Linked DNA regions of Gossypium hirsutum: region 1 is linked to region 2. The links are chromatin contacts, called in public Hi-C maps. All regions are on one chromosome and are shown on one strand. Each heading gives the region's core, a stretch centred on a gene start, on an enhancer-like site or on the middle of the called end of the contact. The rest is flanking DNA. Distances are from core to core; before and after follow the strand shown.

What was found. A called contact is a pair of places that touch in the nucleus more often than the background predicts.
Region 1: a contact with region 2 is called in a Hi-C map of leaf, with 2.6 times the contacts expected there. The contact joins the promoter of LOC107948596 here to the promoter of LOC107886148 in region 2. A contact is called at or near these places in 2 of 34 Hi-C or Micro-C datasets (both in leaf).

What each region holds. Positions count from the first base shown.
Region 1 is chrA03:18,625,919-18,630,841 of Gossypium_hirsutum_v2.1, forward strand. LOC107948596 reads left to right here and starts at 2,341. Exons shown (of 20, transcript XM_016883210.2): 1 at 2,341-2,599; 2 at 2,714-2,783; 3 at 3,023-3,065; 4 at 3,627-3,704; 5 at 3,837-3,921; 6 at 4,014-4,096. The coding sequence starts at 2,479.
Region 2 is chrA03:18,267,521-18,272,035 of Gossypium_hirsutum_v2.1, forward strand. It overlaps LOC107886148 (photosynthetic NDH subunit of subcomplex B 4, chloroplastic), which reads right to left and starts at 1,913. Exons shown (of 5, transcript XM_016809991.2): 1 at 1,618-1,913; 2 at 1,362-1,536; 3 at 1,192-1,247; 4 at 1,013-1,084. The coding sequence starts at 1,731.

The sequences.
Region 1 (4,923 bases), core at 1,091-3,590, 360 kb after region 2:
TTTATTTTTAATTTTTGAGAAATTTAAAATTTTTTATTATTTTGACATGTCCCTATAGATCAACTAATGAAGTTGATGTGGCACTCATTAACAACCACATGAGCATTGCTGTTAATTTCTAATTGTTAATGTTAATCAAATGATTTAATTGGTTAAAATTGTTAGTTTAGAGCTCAATTAAGTGCAAAAAGTTGGAGAGAGACTTAATTGTTTTTTTAATTATGTGAGGGCCTTTTATACCATTAAACTAACAGAAAACTTAGAATGTTAATTTTAATGTGTTTACTTAAAATATCAAGCAAATTGACAGAATATTAGGTCTAATTTTGGTTTTAACCCAATTTGGTCCCCAAACAAAATTTTGATGTGTTTATAAGTCTAATTTATGATTTTTAATGTGTTTGAGAAATAAAATAATAGAATTTATAAATGTGAAAGGACAAAATTATTAAAATATATATAATCAAGATCAAATTGATAGAATATTCAAATATTGAGTATTAAATGTATTATTATACTAATTAAAAAAATACCATATTATCATTTTGGCTAACAATCTAATGAAAGGTGAACAAAATAGAATCAATGGAATGAAAAATGTCAGTAATGAAAGTGAAAACTAATAACAAAAATAAAAACACACTAATAATTAATTCACTAATTATATAGTTTACCCTTGAAAACCAATCATTCTCCAAGATTTAACAGCATGTTTGGTTGGCATGAATAGCCATTCCATTCACGTCAGATTCAATGGAGAACTGTAATTCAATAGTTTGGTTCATTGAATGAGTTATTCAGTGGAATCCATTCCTTCTCTATTCATTAAGAATAGCTATTCAACGTCAACACGGAATAGAAAATTTTTGTTTTAGTCAATTTTACCTAGTATATTTTTTCAAACCCACTTTCAGACATTTTCAAAAGCTTCAAAAATAAATTGCAGAACTCATTTCTGTTTCCATCTTGCTTTTACTTTAATCTTACTCCTCATTCTCTTCTACTCTCCATCAATTTCTAGAACATAATAAGAAAGAATAAAAATTCTTTTCTCAACACTTTCAACTCTTGACCAATTTCCAGAAGATAAAAAAAATTAAAACTAAAACTCGTTTCTTAATAATAGATCTGTAAAATTCTCTTCTACTCTCCATCAATTTCTAGAATATAACAAGAAAGAATAAAGATTTATTTCTCAATAGTTTCAACTCTCAATCAATTTCTAGAAGATAACAGAAAAACTAAAACTAAAACCCATTTTTTAATAATAGATCTATAAAATGTGATTTGGAGAGGGAAGCTTTCTTACTCATTTTTCTTACATATAACAGATAAATAAAGGGAAAAAGCAAGAAGATAAAAAAAGAATAAGCTTAAATTAGTGGCTTTTGGAGCAAGTGAAATAGTGGACAATGGCGCCACCGGTGGTGGACTGTCAGTAATTGATTCCATTTCATGTTAAGAGAAAAGATTAGATGAAGAAGATGAGTGGTTAAGAGTGATGATGAAGAAGATGAGAAGAGAAAAGATTAGATGAAGAAGATGAGAGAGAGGGACAATAAAAAAAAGATTAAATTTTTTATAATTAGGTGGGTGTTAAATCAATTTTAAAAATAATTTTTTTAAATATAAATACATGAATTTTTATATAGTACCATATACAAAATACCCAAAAGAAATTTTCAACAAATTAATATTTGAAATATAATTTATAAAAATATCTCTTGATATTAATTTTTACCATAATATTCTTATTTTATTTGTAAATATAATTAATTTAGATATGCAAAATATGTATCAATAAAATAAATAAATAATAATTTATCTAGTTTAAGGGTTATAATATGTATTAATTCATATTTTAGGTAAAATTTTACTAAAAATTATATTAAGAATGTTATTAAATTATATAATTTTATTTTTATTTAATTATATTTAGTAATAATTATATTAAAACATGATTAAATTATTTATTATTTTAATTATAATCTTAATAAAATTTAATAACGATAATTATGTACTTAAAAAAATCTATTAAAGGTACTCTAGTTATTTTTGCCTATTTTCTTATATTATTACAATATCATTTCATTGAATCAAATATAAAAATATCATTATAATTTTATTCCATTTCATTCAATCAAACAACTAAATTACTAATTATAACTCTATTCTTTCGTAATTCTATTGCATTAGAGCCAACCAGAGTTCACTTATTTTGGTTTAATGTATAAGAAATCTGCTTTAATCAGAATCTTTATCCTAGCCAATGATCTTACGCCACGCGTTTAATTTCACGTGCCGCTTAGATACTGCAGTTTACATAATTGTAATCGACGACTAAAAGAATTTGCTTTTTGTACTTCACTTTTTTCCTTTGTCGCTTTGGCACTTCAAACATTCAAAACTCGCTTGCTCGGCAGTGATCTCTCAGTCTCTCTCTGAAGAAACCAGAGGAATCATCGGCGAAATCGAGCGATGGCCGGAGATTCTGCGACGAAAATCAAAGCCTATGCGGTGCCTGCGGTTCTATTCTCTCTTTCCATGTTATATCAGCTCGTTCTTCTCCCTCGTGCCTTTCCCCCTTCTCATTACGATGGTGAGTCCCAACTGTGTATATATATTCGTATTTTTATCAGTATATTGGACTTTGTTGCTGGAATTTTTTGGTTTAAGAAGTATAGTGATTTTTAACTTATTAAATGAGTGGTAGTTTTGGGATTAAAGACATATTGTTCAATGGAAGAAGTGAAAGAGGCGTACGAGAATCTTGAATCCAAATGGTAATTCTTCAATTTCTTTCTACTTAAATTTTTACAATCTTTTTTTAGATTGAAAGAAAAGATTGAAGAGGTTAACATATTGATTATCTCAAAATAAATAAATATGAAATATAATATATTATGACGTTTCAAAATATATGAATATCACACGGATATACGAATTGCCAGGCTTTGATTAATTTGTTGGTTTTCGGACTTTACCATTTCTTGTTCGCATGTCTTCAATCGTATTGTTTCAGGAATTCAGGACTGGAAATTCCTACTACCACTGAATTTATCAAGGTCGGTTAGTTAAACTTCTTTCTTCAATTTTATTTACTTATTTGTTTTCTTTGTTTCTGCAAAAAAAAAAAAAGAATAAGAAGAAGTTAATTCTGTTTTTTAGCAATTTATTGCTCCTAGCATTTTGAATTATTAATAGTTACGTTACTTTCTTTGCTGCCTCACTACTTGCATTTTGCTTGCGGAAGTACAAAAGAAAAAAAATTGCATATCATACATGAGTAAATACTAATATTTCTGAAGAATTTAGAGGATGTACTCCATCGGTTTACAACCATTATGCTAGAATTAATGTAGCTTCTTTGCCATTTGGTAAATTTTAATCAATTACCATCAACTATGATTTATTTTCAACCATTTGTTTTTAAGTAACTTTTTCTAAGACACAGAAAGCAAGCAGAAAAAGCAACAATCGCATGTAGTTTTAACATTGCTCCTCCATGATTAGATGAAGTCACATTTAGCCTTAGCTAAATGAACATCGTAGGCCATTATTGAAGATGCTGAGGTCAAATTATATAGTAATTCCATGAGTATATGGTGTTTATCATCTTGTTGCAGATTCGGTATGCTTATGAGCTTTTGACAAATCCCATATGGAAAAGGAATTATGATGTATTTGGAATTAATGAGCAAGATGTAAGTATTTCTCTGCAACCTACTTGCTGTCCATAGTTTTATCTCCTGGAATCATCTCCAAGAGAGAGGGAGAGAAAGATAGCCTGGGTTTTGTATTATTTTATTGAAGGGTTTTACTCCCATGGTCTGCAGCATGTTCTGGAAAAACTCAGCCAACAATATGCAGGGGAAAAGTTCTCTAACATAGCACTCCCATTACTGCGTACTGTTGCTTCTGGTATTGAAATTTTGAATCTTTACATTTTTTTCCCCCATACTATGAAAGCTTTAAAAGTTAATGTGAAGCCAAAGAATGGGCACTTCCTGCAGATACTGGAGATGATGCTTTTAATGTTATTACTTCCAAGGAGTTTCAGTCTATGTTTCAAGATTCCAAACCATGGTTACTTCAGGTACATACAACCATTGACTGATATATGTTTGCATAGTATTGCTACTTTAATTAGATTTCCCCATATATTATAAAATCTTCAATAGTCTAGTAGCCCATGCTGCTCATATCCAAAGGATAGTTTAAACAGTCTCCTCATTCATGGAGAAAACTAAGAGTTTACATTCAGGAGAGGAAGAGAGATTCATTCTACCCTGGGACTTACCCGTGTTGAATTGGTTACTTGGCAATCTAACAGCTTAATATTTTAGAATTTTATTTGGTTTGTTTATTGGCGAATTCAGCTTAAGCTTATTAAAACTCCCTAACTTAACCAATTTCCACTCAGTACCATGTTTAATTGGGGTTAACTCAAGCAGACGGCTATCTCTTATTCTTGGATAAATTGTTGACCATGCTAACTAAGTTCTCTAATGACCACATTAATACATTCACATGTCATCATTTGAGACTTGGTTTGCACCAAGGTACTCGAAATCCCTCGCTGATCTGGTACTCCCTCATTCATATAATTTCTGCTCATTATGTCCCCGTAGGTACAGTTGCTCCCTCATATAAGCCCTTTGGAAATGGAAAGAACCTTCTTCATCCAACTGTCCATTCTGTTGAGCGTTAGTGCAGAAAGGTCCTTTTTTAGTGCCATACTACTATGGCATGTTTCACATTCAAGAATGAAATGCCCCATATACTGTAAAATTTATCTCAGCCTTTACACTGGTGAATATGCATGTTCTGTTTGCTTTTGGTTATGGATTTTAGATTTATTATTACCAGTTAGTGCCTACGCAATTTTATCATGGATTATCTGCGGTTCACCCCCCCCAAATA
Region 2 (4,515 bases), core at 663-3,162:
TTCAAATAGCCTCATGAGCGAAACAACATATACAACTGAATTGAAAGTGAACTAACAGTACTTCAAAAGCAAAAAGGTAAGAACCCTTAGCTTAGTCCAATTAGTTTATGCAATCAAACTTTTAAAAACTATGGAATCTAGCAAGTATGATATTATAATATCCCTAGACTATAAGACCTTTATGCCAAAAGAGAAAAGCCTAAGAATCAATCACATATTTGGTACTTCAACTTTGGTAAGATTTAGAAATTGGTGTTTCGAGATTGATTTTAGACTAATTTAATGTCAAAGAAATGAATCCGGCGCTTAATTCAATTCAATTGGTGGGTTCATGCATGTACATCCTTCCCTTATTCCCCAACCGAGGCTTCTTTTTTTCCGCAACCAATCAATAATACTATAATTTATCACATCCACAATGTTGTGACTGCAAATATCAAATATTAAAAAGTATATTTATAAATTTATTTTAATAAATAATTAATGGAGTGATAAGAGATATTTATTTAAATTTGTTGAGCTTGTGTTCATTTCACAAACAATATTTTACAGTTATTTCATTTGGAATATTATAAAAGTATCAAGAGACCAAAAAAATCCTTAGAATAACATTTGTTATTTTTTAAAATAATGATAATTTAGTAATTTTACAAATGAGTTGATTGTACCTTATATAGTGTATATATACAATTGATGGAGGTAATAAAATATGGGTATTAAAATGAAAATGTATAAAAGTTATTAAAACAAAGCTTTAGTTAATTGGTTAATTTAAATTTTATCAATACAATTTACAGGGGTTCTAGTTTTATTATATGTATATTTTGATTGGTTTTTTAATTAAAAGATTAAAATACCTTCGAATAATATAATTTATTTTAATTATAGAAAGATATTCTTGTAATTCTTTAATCGAATTAGTTACTGATTTACTCGTGACAACAACTTAGTTAAAATCTTAAATAACAGTATAGATATGATATAGATGAGGAAATTAAGGGATGTAATTAACCTTCTCATAAACCCAATGTCCAGTACCATCACCTCCATCTTTCCTGTATACTTCAGAATCATAGTATGGATCCTATACAATGAATGTTCTAAATCAGATACTTCAAAGCTCAAATCAAAAGAAAGCCACCCATTATATATCAATTATAGCGAACAAAATCAATGGACATATGATTATACCTTGGTGGACCCAAAAAACAAACATCCCCAGCAAGTGAACATAATGTAGAAAGCATCTACAAAGCAAAAAAGGACCAAAGGAAAATTCTTCAGCATTTCATCATATAGCTTCAATACGTAAATCGTTGACCAATTTGAATGAATGAATGAATTGATGGAAAAACACTTACAAACTTTTTTAATGGCTTCATCACTAAGATGCCAAATAGATTTATTGGTTATAATTTCTCTTTGGGCATCAAGTTGTTGAACATGATGAACTAAAACTGCCATTAGAGGCCAATCTGGTAGAGCATTAACTTTAACAAAAGCTCCCCTTCTTTTACTCTTGTTGCCTTCATCAATCTATATGTATATACATCACAAATTTCAAGCTGGTACTGCAGTAACATCCCTGCAAATCAAATCACTCACCAAACTACTTACCTGCTGGCAGCCATTGTTGAAAAGCCTGGTGCTGCTTGAAAATGGGTAGTTGCCGAATTTGGTAGGTTGAAGATAACTACAGTGAATCCATGGTTTTAAAATGGTGAAGCTCATATTTGGCTTGTAGAATGTGGTAGTTCTTTTTTCTTTTTTTTCCTCCAAAAGTTATGGATTTTTGGTACTTTAGTTATGTGAGTGAAGGGTTAAGTAGATAAGGCACTCATTTGCATCCATTCTTACTCGGCCCGGTCGGGTCACGATCCGTTTTAAAAAAAAAAAAAATCATGTCAAATCTCGGCCTGATCCGATTAGTGGGTCACTTTTATTATTAAATTTATTATAAAATAATGGTTTTGAAAAATATATATTTAATCAACAGTAGTGATAAAATATGAGAACAACTCAATTTGTATTATTTTTCTAATATCATATTATATTTTATGTCGTGTTTTAACCTTTGCAATTCTTTCTCAATTACATGCAATCTTAACTAAAACAATAATAGTTCATCATAATCTAATTTTTAGACTTTAACTTAACAATTATCCCACACTAAAATTGAAATACTTTTTTTATCTAAATTTAACTTGAAATTTAATAATTGTCTCACATTAGAACATGGCCTTTTTTCCAAAAATATAAAACATTAATCTAAATTAAAAAATTTCAAACTCAACATAAAAACATTTTGTGAAATTCAAACCCAAAATAATATTAACCCTAATATTTCTTGGAATATTTTCATGTGAACTCAAAGGAAAATCAAAACTGCCAAATGTTTACCTGCTGCAAATCAATCCTAGTTTTTAGGTAGGGACGAAAAATAGGAAAAAAGCAACAAACATATTAAGGTGTAGGTTATCTGTCCAAGACTCCAACCGACCACTTCTTTTGATTAATCTTGTTTTTATTCGATTATTTGTTTGTTGTGTATGTTGGATATTTGATGAAGGAAAGATTGAAACAGAAAGCGATACAATAAAATAGAGAAGTGTTTGGATTATAATTTTTTTATTTTTCATTTCAACATATTAATTTACATAAACATCTACGCTTAAATAAGCTGAATATAATAATAAAATACTACAACTTGATAAATCTTGAAACTTGGAGAGCTTTCAAGCTTGGTGAGCTCGCATATTTGGTGAGCTCGCAGTTTTGATGACCTCGCAGTTCGCACTATTGATAAGCTGGCAAATATGGTGAGCTCACAGTCTTGGTGAGCATGTAGTTGTGTAGGAGCTAGATTCGCCAATGTATGAATAGCTAGAACGACGAAATTTTGCAAGTGTACACAATCACTAACAAGTAATAAAGTGACAAGTAAATGTCGAGTTATCATACCCATAAGGACTGTGAAAGAAAATATTTATGAAATACAACTTTAAGCAATTTGGTGAAAGAAAAATATATTGATTTGAAGAAGTTTTTATAAAACTAAAAATTAACTAAGACAAATAAAAAGTAAAAATGTTCCAATACACGATTTCTGAAAATGAGTTTAATCAATATGACATAAATGTATTAAATCAATTACATTCCTTAACTTAGAATTACTAAGCCCATGTTCATGTTGTTATAAATAATTTCACGACAACTTGGTATTTTGTTAACTAAACCATTTGAATTAAATCTAAGCCATTTTAATTAAATCAAGAACAACAACACAACAAATATTCATGTTCATAATCACAACATAAACGAGAAAAATTAAAGAGAAGAGCAGAACTAGGAAACAAATCTTGGTGTTTCTCCGAAGCCAGACTAGTGTCCTCATCATCTTCACAGCTCGTTCTGTCGATTCAAGGCCTTAACTAACATTTAAATGTTGCTACTCCAAGGGAGATGCAAGCTCTCTTTCAAGAGTGGAAATCACCAAAGGAAGATGGCAAGAAAATGGGAAAACAATGAAGGAAATAGAAGAGAGAAAGGTGAAGAATATGTAGGATGTGAGTTGTGTGAAATGAGGAAGGGAATAGGGGTATTTATGTAACGCCCCAAAAATGTTATATTTTGGTTTTGTGAATTGTAACACAAATGTGCATCTGCTACAGTGGTTAAGTGTTTTGGGTGTGTGTGTGAAGTTTCAAGTTCAAGTCCTATTTTGGGCAAATTTTGGTATTTTTCTGAATAAAGCCTTAACCTTGTTTAGTAGGCTTAAGTTTAATTGTATGTAAGTTCATATCCAAATTGGCCTGCTGGTCTGGTGGTTAAAATGTGTGTTAGTGTGTTAGAAGTCTTGAGCTTGAATCCCTACGTGAGCAATGGAGTTTTATTTTTGGGCACAGTTCGGAGAGAGTTTGGGTGGAAGTTGAATTCTAAGTTGTGGTGTTAGTGGGAGAGAAATTAGGGACGTGTATCACATCTCCTATTTGTTCTTCAAATTTTCTTCTTTCTTCTTTTTCCCAAAAAAAGTTTTGACGTGAAAATTCCCTCTCCACACTAATTGTCGAAATTTTGCCCTCTTTTTTCTTTTTGCACTTGTTCGTTTACCTTTCAACTCGTCTCTTTCACTTGTGCTACGTTGTTTACGTCTTGATTCAGTAAGTTTTGTTAGGATGGTTTTCTTTCCATTCATTAATTTTGTCATTGATGAGTATCGTTGATGTCGATTAGGTGAAGAATTAGAGGCCCAGAGTCGCTCATCGGGAACTTAGATTCACGGGTGTTGTCGTTGTTCGATCGAAGGTAAGGGGTTGTTACTTGAGGGGTGAATAACTCATTATGGATTCGATTTTAGTTAATTTTTAAAAGTCTAATTTGGTGTTTCCAATGACCAATTTTAGGTACTGGAGTGCTCGAGAGTGATTAGGCATCGAAAATGATACAGGTGTGTACCCGAAAACACAGAAAACAAGAATCGACGAACGCTAAAAAATGAAACTGTCGACGCCACAC